Regions from separate parts of the Mus musculus genome. Here region 1 is linked to region 2. Evidence: chromatin contacts called from public HiChIP or PLAC-seq data. All regions are on one chromosome and are shown on one strand. Each heading gives the region's core, a stretch centred on a gene start, on an enhancer-like site or on the middle of the called end of the contact. The rest is flanking DNA. Distances are from core to core; before and after follow the strand shown. Region 1 has its middle 40 kb from the start of Tigd2. Region 2 holds the start of Tigd2 (tigger transposable element derived 2).

What was found. HiChIP or PLAC-seq counts read pairs in DNA pulled down with a chosen protein or histone mark.
Region 1: a BATF HiChIP or PLAC-seq map of CD8 T cells shows a contact between it and region 2, with 7 read pairs. The contact joins the enhancer-like site here to the promoter of Tigd2 in region 2. A contact is called at or near these places in 1 of 39 promoter capture datasets (macrophages), 1 of 484 Hi-C or Micro-C datasets (the HL-1 cell line), 2 of 115 datasets of contacts at active chromatin or transcription factors (CD8 T cells and embryonic stem cells) and 1 of 9 other capture datasets (liver).

Annotation. Positions count from the first base shown.
Region 1 is chr6:59,245,756-59,252,434 of GRCm38.p6, reverse strand. No RefSeq gene overlaps it. Among named protein-coding and RNA genes, the nearest start is that of Tigd2, 40 kb to the right of the region's middle. Within about 2 kb of position 1,679, at least 10 of the 459 cell types and tissues checked have an H3K27ac peak or open chromatin away from gene starts, as enhancers often do. A contact at or near this core is called in CD8 T cells, where this site is marked.
Region 2 is chr6:59,205,057-59,211,676 of GRCm38.p6, reverse strand. Tigd2 (tigger transposable element derived 2) reads right to left here and starts at 2,807. Exons shown (of 2, transcript NM_001081145.1): 1 at 2,496-2,807; 2 at 1-2,338. The coding sequence starts at 1,527.

The DNA of each region.
Region 1 (6,679 bases), core at 430-2,929, 42 kb before region 2:
CTCCTGCAAAAGAGGAGACAGAAATATCGTATGAAACAGAATATCAGGGTGTTTGCTATAAGATTGTGTCTCCTAGTAATATTAGAAGCTATACCCATAAACCAGACACAACATGACTACCCAAACAGGTAGTATTATATGGATTCAACAGCTTATACGTAGGAATATATATATGTGTGTGTGTGTGTGTGTGTGTGTGTGTGTGTGTGTGTGTGTATATTTATATAGATAGATATATATATACATACACATTCCATATATGTGTGTGCAATAATAATTCATACAAAAGAGGCCAATATAGATATAAATAGTTTATATATACAAATGATTCTATTATTTATTATGTATTGTATGTAACTTATTTATATATTTACATATAATTTGTGTATATATGAACTACATCTATATTGCTAGATAGACTAGATTGATAGATAGATAGATAGATAGATAGATAGATAGATAGATAGATAGATAGACAGACAGATAGATAGATAGATAGATAGATAATATGCTACACTAGGTGATAATGCTCTCCCAAGATACAGACTAAAAAAAAATTTCCATGGACTGGAGAGATGGCTCAGCAGTTAAGAGCACTGACTGTTCTTCCAGAGGTCCTGAGTTCAATTCTCAGCAACCACATGGTAGCTCAAAACCATCTGTAATGGGATCCAATGCACTCTTCTGGTGTGTCTGAAGACAGCTACAGTGTACTCATATAAATAAAAAGAAGACAAAATTTCCAGTGTGAGGCATGGGAAATTTCCCTTTCAGTTGCTGTTTAGGCTTGAAAAAGACTTTCAAAATACTATAAACTATTGCCATTGCCTTTAGTTGTCTCCCAGAAGTTGAAGATAAGAGCCTATTCCTCATACTTAGAAGTCAATCTTGGCCTGACTTTGAAGCCTTCTCATTGAAGACTAATTCCTTTTAGTATTGGAAGATACTGTGCTAGCTACAAGGAGAGAGAAATCAGTCGGTGGTCCTACACACCCGTTAAACCTACAGAACACAATAATGAGCAGCCTGGTGAGATATCCTCAGTGGTGCAATCAGAGTACTTTTATCCTGGAAGTAACTAACAGTGTCTAAGTAGAGTTAAGTCTCCCTTAATGGGTGACTCATGCCTGGGACTATGCACCTAGCTGGAAAAGTCATAGGCCCAGGAGGAAAATGTTTTACTGTTCTTTCTTCTTTAAAGTTTTTGAGGACAAGATCTCACTATGTAACCCTGGCCTGAAACTCACTATGTAAACCAGGCTGGCCTTGAACTTACAGAAATCTGCACATCTTCACCTCTAAGTTCTGCGGTGAAAGGCATGTACTACTACACCTGGCAGCCTGCCATTTTTTAAAAACATTATAATTGCTAACTCTATTTTAAATACCTATCTTTATACCCATAAAAAAGTGTAGTTCCCACTCCCTACCAAAGAGGCTTCTTTTGGCAGCAGATGGAGACCATTGCAAAAATTAACAACTAATCTAAATGCAAAAAAGAAAAAGAAAAAAGAAAACAAACAAACAATTTTTGATAGGGTACCCAGCCCCATCTGCAATGAAAACCAAAAAGGGGACAGAAAGAACTGCAAGTCCTGGAGGATCAGGTATTCTGCTATAGGACAGTGCCTTCTAGATGGGACAAGGAAACTGCACCCCTGAAATCTCCACAATGTGATTGCATAATGACAATGCCACTTGACATGCAAATGTTGAGGGGAAGGGAGTGTCACAAGGCCACATCTCTCTATGAAGAGCTGAAGGCAAATCAGTGGCTGATGAGAGAATCAACTTTCTCCAGGAATAAACCCATTGATAGGTTATCCAATACTATGTGATCAATCCTAACACACACACACACACACACACACACACACACACACACACACACACACAGTGTGTAACATAATTAAAAAGAGGTAATGAATTTGAGAGGGAGTGTGTGACATAGGAAGAGTTGGAAAGAGGAAGAGGGAAGGGTGACTACAAAGGTACTCATATGGAAATCTCAAAAAATGTAAATTAAAATACTACAAAGCTTAATTAGTTTAGCCTGTGATTATAAATAAGATTGGAGAATAGTTTTATACAGTTCAGAAGTTAACCATCAAGTACACAGTGAAAATATAGTTGAATTAGTACCTGGAGTTTTAGTTAAGAAGTTTTATCTTTTTTCTTTTCCTTTTTCTTTTCCTTTTCCTTTTACTTTTACTTTTACTTTTTCTTTTTCTCTTTCTCTTTCTTTTTCTTTTTCTTTTTCTTTTTCTCTTTTCTTTTCTTTTCTTCTTTTTTTTCTTCACGTTTCTGACTTATGGGTAATTTTTAAAATATATTTAGGAAACGCTGGGACATTTTTTAATTTCATTTTGTGTCTCAGGCTGAGAAAGATCTTTATCAAATAGGGAGGCATTTTGTGGTATCATATATTATATAAAAGAGAGCATAGAACATCAGTTAGAAGACTAAATGACCAAAATCTACTTTCTGAAAACATATATTAACTCAGGCAAGGAATTTGATGTTGAAAAATTTGTCAGTTGTGTGCTGCCACCTGCTGATGATGCTTGTAAGCACCACTATTTTTCTTCTATATATGTCTAGACCAGAGAAAATCTGCAATCAAAGGAGACATCCGGTACTTGCAAATAACAATTTCTTAATCTTTTTTGTGCCCATGGAACTTTTTGAAAACATTTTCATAAGAGTGTTTTAAGTACACGGAATAAAATATAGTTACTATTTGTTGAATATGTTTCAACATAAAGATAACAAAATCTAGAACCAGTGTCAAGTCCACTATGGATTTAGACAAGCTGGTAAGTAGCTGATGTTGAGGAATCTGCAGAATGTATGATGATAATGGAATGCATAAGGAGGTGATAACATGGTCACATGTTGCTCATCCTCTCAAACAGAGGGAAGGCTAAATTTCAGACAGGAGTTAGCAGAGAAATATTGCCACTGTTTCCTTTCTAAATTCATACGCTGCATGAATTCTATGCATAAAACTGCAGGATATATAGACTCCAAGTTAACCATTTGATAACCCTATGGCATATTTGATTATCCAACATGAAACAATTATCATCAAAACTTACAGAACTAAAGCCTCATGAAGCTGAAGCAATATAGAAATAACAAAGCAGTTATTTTACTCTCATAAATGATAATCATAGAGAAATGATCATGATAGTGGAGATAATGGATATTTCTAATATTTTTGTAACGATGAATTACTGTGTATAGAGGTATCAAATTTTTGTGGCTTTCTTTGATTTCCTAGTTAACCGACTAAAGTGTGAATTCTAGTTCAAGACTTATTTGAACGATCATGGCTGCATTTCCTCTCTTCCTAATTTTGTTTTTTTTTCTTTTTATTGTTTTCTATATTTCTTTAAACCTTCATTTTTCTTCTTTCTCCCTTGCTCCTTCTTCCACCTAACTTCATTTTTACTTCAGTACATATTTCTTAAATGAATGCCTTTCGGTTTCCATCTGAATTCTGGTTTCCATCTGCACCCAGAGCTATTCCTGTGCCACAGCGCACCATACCCAAATAGCACAAGAAGAGAGCTGACCTCCAAGAAACTCAGACATGCCTGTGAGCACAGGTCAGACCACTACTTCTGCTTAAAGGGACCCACCCAGAGCCCTCAGGACATAGGAACCGAGGTGCAGCCTGGGAGAGGATTCATTCATTTTCCATCTGTACTGGGAGCTGGTCCTGTGTCACAGCCCTCCATACCCAAATTCCTCCCAGAGAGAACTGGTCTCCAGGAGATCTGACAAAAAGGTTTGCAGACAGTCAGAAACAACATGAGTACCTAACACCACAGATAACCAGATGGTAAGAGGCATGGGAAAGAACATAAGCAACAGAAACCAAGGCTACTTGGCATCATCAGAACCCAGTTTTTCCACCAAAGTGAACCCTCATTACCCCAACACACCAGAAAAGCAAGACTCTGAGGTAAAAATCACATCTCATGATGATGATAGAGGGCTTTAAGAGGGACATAAATAACTCCCTTAGAGAAATACAGGAGAACACATGTAAACAGGTAGAAACTCTTAAAGAGGAAACATAAAAGTCCCTTAGAAAACTACAGGAAAACACAACCAAAGAGGTGAAGGAATTGAACAAAACCATCCAGGATCTAAAAATGGAAATAGAAACAATAAAGAAATCACAAAGGGAGATAAACCTGGAGATTAAAAATCTAGGAAAGAGATCAGGAGTCATAGATGCAAGCATCACCAACAGAGTACAAAAGATAGAAGATAGAATATCTCAGGTGCAGAAGATACCATGGAAAACATTGACACAATAATCAAACAAAATGCAAATTGCAAACAGCTCCTAACCCAAAACATCCAGAAAATCCAGAACACAATGAGAAAACCAAACCTAAGGATAATAGGTATAGAAAAGAGTGAAGAGTCCCAACTTAACAAGCCAGTAAATATCTTCAACAAAATTATAGAAGAAAACATCCCTAACCTAAAGAAAGGGATGCTCAGAAATATGAAAGAAACAACAGAACTTCTGGCCCATTGATTGGACCTGAAAAGAAATTCCTACCATCACATAATAGTCAAAACACCAAATGCACTAAACAAAGAAAAAATATTAAAAACAGTAAGGGAAAAAGGTCAAGTAACATATAAAGGCAAACCTATCAGAATTACACTAGACTTCTCACTAGAGACTGTGAAAGCTATAAGATCCTAGGCAGATGTGATACAAACCCTATGAGAACACAAATGCCAGCCCAGGCTACTATACCCAGCAAAATTCTCAATTACCATAGATGGAGAAAACAATATATTCCATGACTAAATTTACACAATGTCTTTCCACAAATCCAGGTCTACAAAGAATAATAGATAGAAAACACCAACACAAGGGAAACTACACCATTGAAAAAAGCAAGAAAGTAATCTTTCAACAAACTCAAAAGAAGATAGCCACACAAACATAAAAATAACATCAAAAATAACAGGAAGTAACAATCACTATACCTTAATATCTCTTAACATCAATGGACTCAATTCTCAATAAAAGTACATAGACTAACAGACTGAATATGTAAAAAGGACCCAGAATTCTGCTGCATACAGGAAATTCACCTCAGTGTCAAAGTCAGACACTATCTCAGAGTAAAGGGCCAGAAAACAATTTTCCTAGCAAATGGTCCCAAGAAGCAAGCTGAAGTAGCTATTCGAATAACAAATAAAATCAACTTCAAATCAAAAGTTATCAGAAAGTATAAAGAAGAACACTCCATACTCATAAAAGGTAAAAATCTATCAAGGATAACTCTCAATTCTGAACATCTATGCTCCAAATGCAAGGGCACCCACATTCATAAAAGAAACTTTACTAAAGCTCAGAGCACACATTGCACCTCACACAATAATAGTGGGAGACTTCACCACCCCACATTCATCAATAGACAGATCATGGAAACACAAACTAGACAGAGACACAGTGAAACTAACAAGTTATAAACCAAATGGATTCAACAGTGTGATGGTTTGTATATTTTTGGACCAGGAAATGGCACCATTTGGAGGTGTGTCCTTGTTGGAATAGGTGTGACCTGGTTGGAGTAGGTGTGTCACTGTGGGTGTGGGCTTAAGACCCTCACCCTAGTTGCCTGGAAGTCAGTCTTCCATTAGAAGCCTTTGAATGAAGAAATAGAACGATTTTATTAATAGACATGTTTGTGCCATGCCTGCCTGGATGCTGCCATGCTCCCACCTTGATGATAATAGACTAAACCTCTGAACCTGTGAGCCAGCTCCAATTAAATGTTGTTTTTTATAAGACTTGCCTTGGTCATGGTGTCTGTTCAGTAAAACACTAACTAAGACAAATAGGTATCAATAGACATTTTTTCCTAAAGCAGAAGATTCTTAGCACCTCATTGTACCTTCTCCTAACTTGACCATAAAATTGGTCACAAAACAGTCCACAACAGATACAAGAAGATTGAAATAATCCCACGCATCCTGTTAGATTACTACAGACTAAGGTTGGTCTTCAATAGTAACAAAAACAACAGAAAGCTCACATACACATGGAAGTTGAACTACACCCTACTCAATGATAACTTGGTCAAGGAAGAAATAAAGAAATTAAAGACTTTTTAAATTTTAATTAAAATGAAGGCACAACATATGCAAACTTATGGGACACAATGAAAGCTGTGCTAAAAGGAAAACTCAGCTCAGAGTGCCTCCAAAAAGAATCTGGAGAGAGCATAGACTACCAGCTTAATAGCACACCTGAAAGCTCTAGAACGAAAGAAAGCAAATACATCCCAATAAATAATCAAACTCAGGGCTGAAATCAAACAAGCAGAAACAAAAAGAACAATACAAAGAATCAACCAAACCAGGAGCTGGTTCTTTGAGAAAATCAATGAGATAGATATACTTTTAGCCAGAAAAACAAGAGTACACAGAGACAGTATCCAAATTAACAAAATCAGAAATGAAAATGGAGATATAACAACAGAAACTGAAGAAGATCCCACTACAAAAGCCTATACTGGAAAATCTGGATAAAATGGACAATTTTCTAGACAGATACCAAATACCAAAGTTAAATCAGGATCAGATAAACCATAAAACAGTCCTATAATCCCTAAAGAAATAGAAGCAGTCATTAAAA
Region 2 (6,620 bases), core at 1,558-4,057:
AAGCCTCCGCAATACCAGCTTATCAGAGAGTAGCATGTCATCTTGTTGTTCTAGATAATCCAGCAAGTTTTCAGTCCATTCAAGTGCAGCTTTATGACTAATATGCTTCTCTGGATTCAGTTCTGCTTTCCTAGTTTTCCTAGAAGGTTTTTGCTCAGTGACCTTCGCCCGGTCTGCAGCACCTACAATGTCAGCTAACACCTGACAGTTTGAGCCACTACTCCGAGAGTCAAACCACTGCTCAATATTTTCAATGTTAACATGTTCACAGTCTTCAGTATTCTGCAAAACCGTTGCTAAATTAGCTGCTAAAATGGCTCCTTCATCGATGCTCACACTCGGGTTTTCCTCATTGCCAGGGAAAAGTTTTTTCCACGCTCTGGTTATGGTGTTTGATCTTATCTGGTTCCAGGCTCTTGATGCCTCATAAATTGCATCCAACACAGTCAAATTCTTCCAAAATGTTTTTGGGTCATTTCCTTCATCCATGTACTTCTGGATAAGTCCTGCTCGGTAATATCTTTTGACTGTGGTTAGAACTCCCTGGCTCATAGGTTGAATTAGACTTGTGACGTTTGGTGGCAAATATTTCACAATTATTCTGCCATCATCTGAGCTCAGCAGTTCTTCAGCTGGATGTGCTGCAGGAAAATCCAAAAGTAGTACTGCTTTTTCTCGAAGCCCTTTGGATTTCAGATGCTTCTGCACCTGTGGCACAAAGCACTTTTCAAACCACTGTTTGAGAACAGATGGCTCGATCCATGCACTTTTTTGACTGAAGTAAGTGACAGGGAGGTTTGAAAGGTCAGTACCTTTGAATGCACGGGGTCTTTTTGCTTTCCCCACAACACAGAGATTAAGCTTGTGTGAACCTGTGGCATTTGCACAACACATAATAATGATTCTTTCTCTGCTTGTCCTATATTCACAAGTACTCTGGTCCGTGTCAAAAGCCAATGTCCTCGTTGGTAGACATTTCCAGAACAATCCAGTTTGGTCAGCACCATAAATCTGTTCTGGTAGGAGATTTTCTCTTTCCACAAATTCCTGAAAGTTACCACAAAATTCACTGGCAGCAGTTTCATCCCCTTTTAATTTTGTGCCTTTCCCTGCAGCCTTTGGAATACCGTGGCGCTGCTTAAACCTAGTAAGCCAGCCAGAAGAGGCATTAAAATCACCCTCCATGCCCAATGCATCGAAGAAGAACCTAGCCTGCTTTGCACAGATCGTTCCAGACACTGGAATGCCATCTGTTTTCTGTTGATTAAACCATTCTATCATCACTCTGTCAAGCTCCTCATACGTTGACGACTTCATGGATTTACGCTTGGACACCCCACTAGTTGGGTCTGAACTGTTGGCATAGTTTATAATTCTCTCTTTGTTTTTTTTAATGTCACGAACTGTGGATTCACCAATTCCATACAGGACAGAAAGTTTTTTGAAGGAGTTGCCTTCTTCAAGCTTCTTAATAATGTCAAGTTTGTCTTTAATTGTCAGGACCACACGTTTACGTTTCCCCAACATTTTAGTCTAATTATTTTAGACAATTAACAACTTAGATTTGAACACAAAGAGACCAGAAAATGGAGGCTTAAGAGTCCTCAGCTGTTCCCTAAGACTTGGATGTTATAACAATTTTCAACGAAAGTCCGAGTTTTTCCCTTTGCATTTTAGAACTTAACCTGTTCCTATGACAACGAATAGCTCCAGATAACCCTTGTTTCTCTTCTTCCTCCTTGCTCTTTTCATTAAATTGCAGCCTTACTGAAAGCTCTAAGTTGAATCAATATTGTCCTACCGAGGTTTCTAAAACATTCTCATGATGATCAATTTTTGCCATTACCATGGGTCTTTTTTTCTTTTTCTTTTTTTCTTATGCTACGTTCAAGAAAACAGTTTTACTCGGGCTTGCACACTTAACAGACAGAAACACGGAGCAGGAAGCCTCACAGCCTGACTGTTGATGTCTGTGTCAGACAGCCAAGTGAGTGAACGCTCTCTTCAAGGCAAGGACTCTTGATGAGTACCTATGAAAGTCACAGCGAGCAGAGGTGAGCTGTCTCACCTCTTAGAATGTAAGTGGACAGGCAAACAACTCAGTACTTTAAACCAAAAAGAACTTATTGCTAATGGCAACTGAAAGGGAAACAGCGGACAAGTGATGTCACATGATTCAAGAAAGGATAAAAAACTTCATTGGTGGAAATCAGGACCCAAGGCTGCAACTAGGGGGTGGTAGGCTGGGTGAAGACCATACAGTAATCCTGGTGCAAGAAGATCTCCATGACCACAGAAGTAGCTGCTGGGGTGGTAGAGGTACTCGAGCCTTTGAAACCTATAGGAAAATACCAAACACGTTTTCCTTTCAGTATCAGTCCACCGTATAACTCATACCTACCCCTGCAACTGTGTCTAGGACATTGCCACCTATCAACCTGACAGGTAATAGACAAATAACGCTCGCAGGCACCACCCGGGAGCTGAGAGCCTACCTCCTGACACTACCAGGGCCTCTCCGAGACCGCCGGCCAGCAAGCTCCGAGCCGGACGCTGGGTGAAAGTCGGAGGCAGAGGGTCACGGCCGCAGCCCTACAGCGAGCGACTGGTCACCAGGCGCGCGGGACGCCGGGAAGCAGGGTGCGGGCATCGCTCCGCCTGACCGGCCAGAACGCAGAGCCAGCAGAGGAAGTCCCCAGCGAAGTCGACCCCGCCAGCCACCGCAGAGCGAGCGCGCAACGGAGCTGCGCGGCCGAGCCGGAAGGCAGGGGATTAGGTGCGCGCGCGCGCCCCCGCAGGAACGTGTTGTCGGCGAGGGGCGGGATGCGCGGGCGAGCCCGCTGACGGGGGCGCGGCTTCTGGGGGAGGGGCGGGGCTTGGCCAATGCTCCGCCTCCGGACACCCAGCGTGTGGCTCACGGCTGAGACCAGCAGAGGGCGACGCAGGGTGATTCTAGGTGGCCGGACTTTGCAGATGAGAAGGGAATAATAGCAAGGTTTTCTTTCTGGTAAGACTCAGGGAATATTTTAAGGCCCTAATGAGTTTACAGCTGTAACCTTCCAGGAATCTTCCCTCAAGGACTCTCTTCTGTTATCTTCTAACTAACAGGTTGTTCTGTTAGTATCATTTGGGTAATTTTCCTATATTTGTGTCCAAGGAAGTGAGAGTTGTGCTGTTTTGAGGATCATGTTGTTTTTTTCTTTTTTCTTTCTTCAGTAGCTTAAGATATATTTTAATCATGTTTACAATGTTACAATTTAGTATTGATGTTTTATGAAGTTAAATTATTAAATGAATAGTCTTAAATCCACTGTGGTGTTTTGTTTTGTTTTGTTTTGTTTTTTGAAAAATTATATAATTACCAAAAGCCAAAAATCAAATATTTGGAATACCTACTGTGAAATTTAAGAGATTAAAGGTTGTACTTGATACTTGTTATTTTTCTTAAATCTAGTTATCAAATGTAAAAATAAAAAGGCCCAGGGAGTGCACAGAGCCTCTTTGCCCTCTTCTGCGGCTGCGGCAACACAGAGCCGGATACCAGAGGCCAGCCAGCATGACGGTCGGCACTGATGACCTTAATGCTGGTGCAGGAATATAAGGACCACTTCCTGCTGTCAAAGGGGAATTTCAAGACTTCCACCTGTATCCAGTCCCAGCGTAGAGCCCCTCTCTTGCATAATAGTTTTTTAGGTGGTGTTGTTTTTAAATCCTTCTTCCACAAACTACAACCTAATGTGGATTATTCTGTTTCAGAAGAGGTTGTTTATTTGTTTGTTTCTCTAGAATTCTAGCACCAGGAGAGAGGGAAATCAAACCAAGCATTCATTCACTCTGCAGAGAAAGAATGTTGATTACTGGCCCTCTTTTGTCTCCCAAGCCTTCTCTGTGCTGCTATTCTCAGAGTCCCACCCTTCCACTCTCTGGCCTGCTGGATGGAAATCCTTTGATCTTTGATCTATCTCTGCTGTCCTATGGATGACTTTGGACAAGCCCTAGTTTTGCCTGAAAGTAGACTTCCCATAACTCTCACCCGCTTCAAGCTTACAAGGAAGCAATCTGAGTGGTTCCAAATGACCATTCCTAGTAAAGAACAATTTCATTCATATTGCTTTTAAAAACTTCCCTTCTCCCTTCTCGTTCTTAAGGAGTGCGCAAAAACACTCGCACCTGTTCATTCCTTAACAGAGGAGAACTAGCTTTCAGACTGCCAACCTCATAGAAATCAGGCTGTTCTTAGCCAAACGGAAGTTTGCCTGGCTTTCCTCTCTTCCAGCCTCCTGGGGTCACTGTGGCCTATGGTATTAAAGAAGAAAAAATGAAAAAAAAATCCTGCCTTGCTTGCCCATCCCACTTTTGGAAGCTAATTTCCTTCTCCATAGTGTGTTTGATGAGTATTTGTAGAATCTACCCCCAGTCAATTGTTTACCCCTTCTGTAACCTCATGAAGAACAAAAGCCAGATGCCGATATCATAAAGGCTGTCAAGCCTCTAGAACCCTACAAGACCTGTGACCACATGAACTACCCACGCCCTCCATGAGGGAATATTAATAGAGCCCTATTTTGTGGGTGCCTTATGAGCCTGGTGAGCATCTCCTTCTCTCTATGAACGAATAACATAGTCTGAACCTCAGCTGCTTTCTTCAAGATGACAGTGGTAGTGCCAAACTGGAATGTTACAACTGCAGCACACACACATGTGCACACACATGAACTGTCATGGGCATGCTATGTCAAAAGCTTAGACATGTATTGTCTTTCCACAGGGTAAGAATTTATTAAATAATAATGATTACATAAGGCATCAATTTGCTATGTAGTTATGATTTCCCTTGATTATTGTCAGTTAGCAAATATAGGTTCTCTTATTCCATTCTTTTTTTTTTTCCATTTTTTATTAGGTATTTAGCTCATTTACATTTCCAATGCTATACCAAAAGTCCCCCTTACCCACCCACCCCCACTCCCCTACCCACCCACTCCCCCCCTTTGGCCCTGGCGTCCCCCTGTACCGGGGCACACAAAGTCTGCGTGTCCAATGGGCCTCTCTTTCCAGTGATGGCCGACTAGGCCATCTTTTGATACATATGCAGCTAGAGTCAAGAGCTCAGGGGTACTGGTTAGTTCATAATGTTGTTCCACCTATAGGGTTGAAGATCCCTTTAGCTCCTTGGGTACTTTCTCTAGCTCCTCCATTGGGAGCCCTGTGATCCATCCATTAGCTGACTGTGAGCATCCACTTCTGTGTTTGCTAGGCCCCGGCATAGTCTCACAAGAGACAGCTACATCTGGGTCCTTTCAGTAAAATCTTGCTAGTGTATGCAATGGTGTCAGCATTTGGAAGCTGATTATGGGGTGGATCCCTGGATATGGCAGTCTCTACATGGTCCATCCTTTCATCTCAGCTCCATACTTTGTTTCTGTAACTCCTTCCATGGGTGTTTTGTTCCCACTTCTAAGGAGGGGCATAGTGTCCACACTTCAGTCTTCATTTTTCTTGAGTTTCATGTGTTTAGGAAATTGTATCTTATATCGTGGGTATCCTAGGTTTTGGGCTAGTATCCACTTATCAGTGAGTACATATTGTGTGAGTTCCTTTGTGATTGTGTTACCTCACTCAGGATGATGCTCTCCAGGTCCATCCATTTGGCTAGGAATTTCATAAATTCATTCTTTTTAATAGCTGAGTAGTACTCCATTGTGTAGATGTACCACATTTTCTGTATCCATTCCTCTGTTGAGGGGCATCTGGGTTCTTTCCAGTTTCTGGCTATTATAAATAAGGCTGCTATGAACATAGTGGAGCATGTGTCCTTCTTACCAGTTGGGGCTTCTTCTGGATATATGCCCAGGAGAGGTATTGCTGGATCCTCCGGTAGTACTATGTCCAATTTTCTGAGGAACCGCCAGACTGATTTCCAGAGTGGTTGTACAAGCCTGCAATCCCACCAACAATGGAGGAGTGTTCCTCTTTCTCCACATCCTCGCCAGCATCTGCTGTCACCTGAATTTTTGATCTTAGCCATTCTGACTGGTGTGAGGTGGAATCTCAGGGTTGTTTTGATTTGCATTTCCCTGATGATTAAGGATGTTGAACATTTTTTCAGGTGCTTCTCTGCCATTCGGTATTCCTCAGGTGAGAATTCTTTGTTCAGTTCTGAGCCCCATTTTTTAAGGGGGTTATTTGATTTTCTGAGGTCCACCTTCTTGAGTTCTTTATATATGTTGGATATTAGTCCCCTATCTGATTTAGGATAGGTAAAGATCCTTTCCCAATCTGTTGGTGGTCTTTTTGTCTTATAGACAGTGTCTTTTGCCTTGCAGAAACTTTGGAGTTTCATTAGGTCCCATTTGTCAATTCTCGATCTTACAGCACAAGCCATTGCTGTTCTGTTCAGGAATTTTTCCCCTGTGCCCATATCTTCAAGGCTTTTCCCCACTTTCTCCTCTATAAGTTTCAGTGTCTCTGGTTTTATGTGAAGTTCCTTGATCCACTTAGATTTGACCTTAGTACAAGGAGATAAGTATGGATCGATTCCCATTCTTCTACATGATAACAACCAGTTGTGCCAGCACCAATTGTTGAAAATGCTGTCTTTCTTCCACTGGATGGTTTTG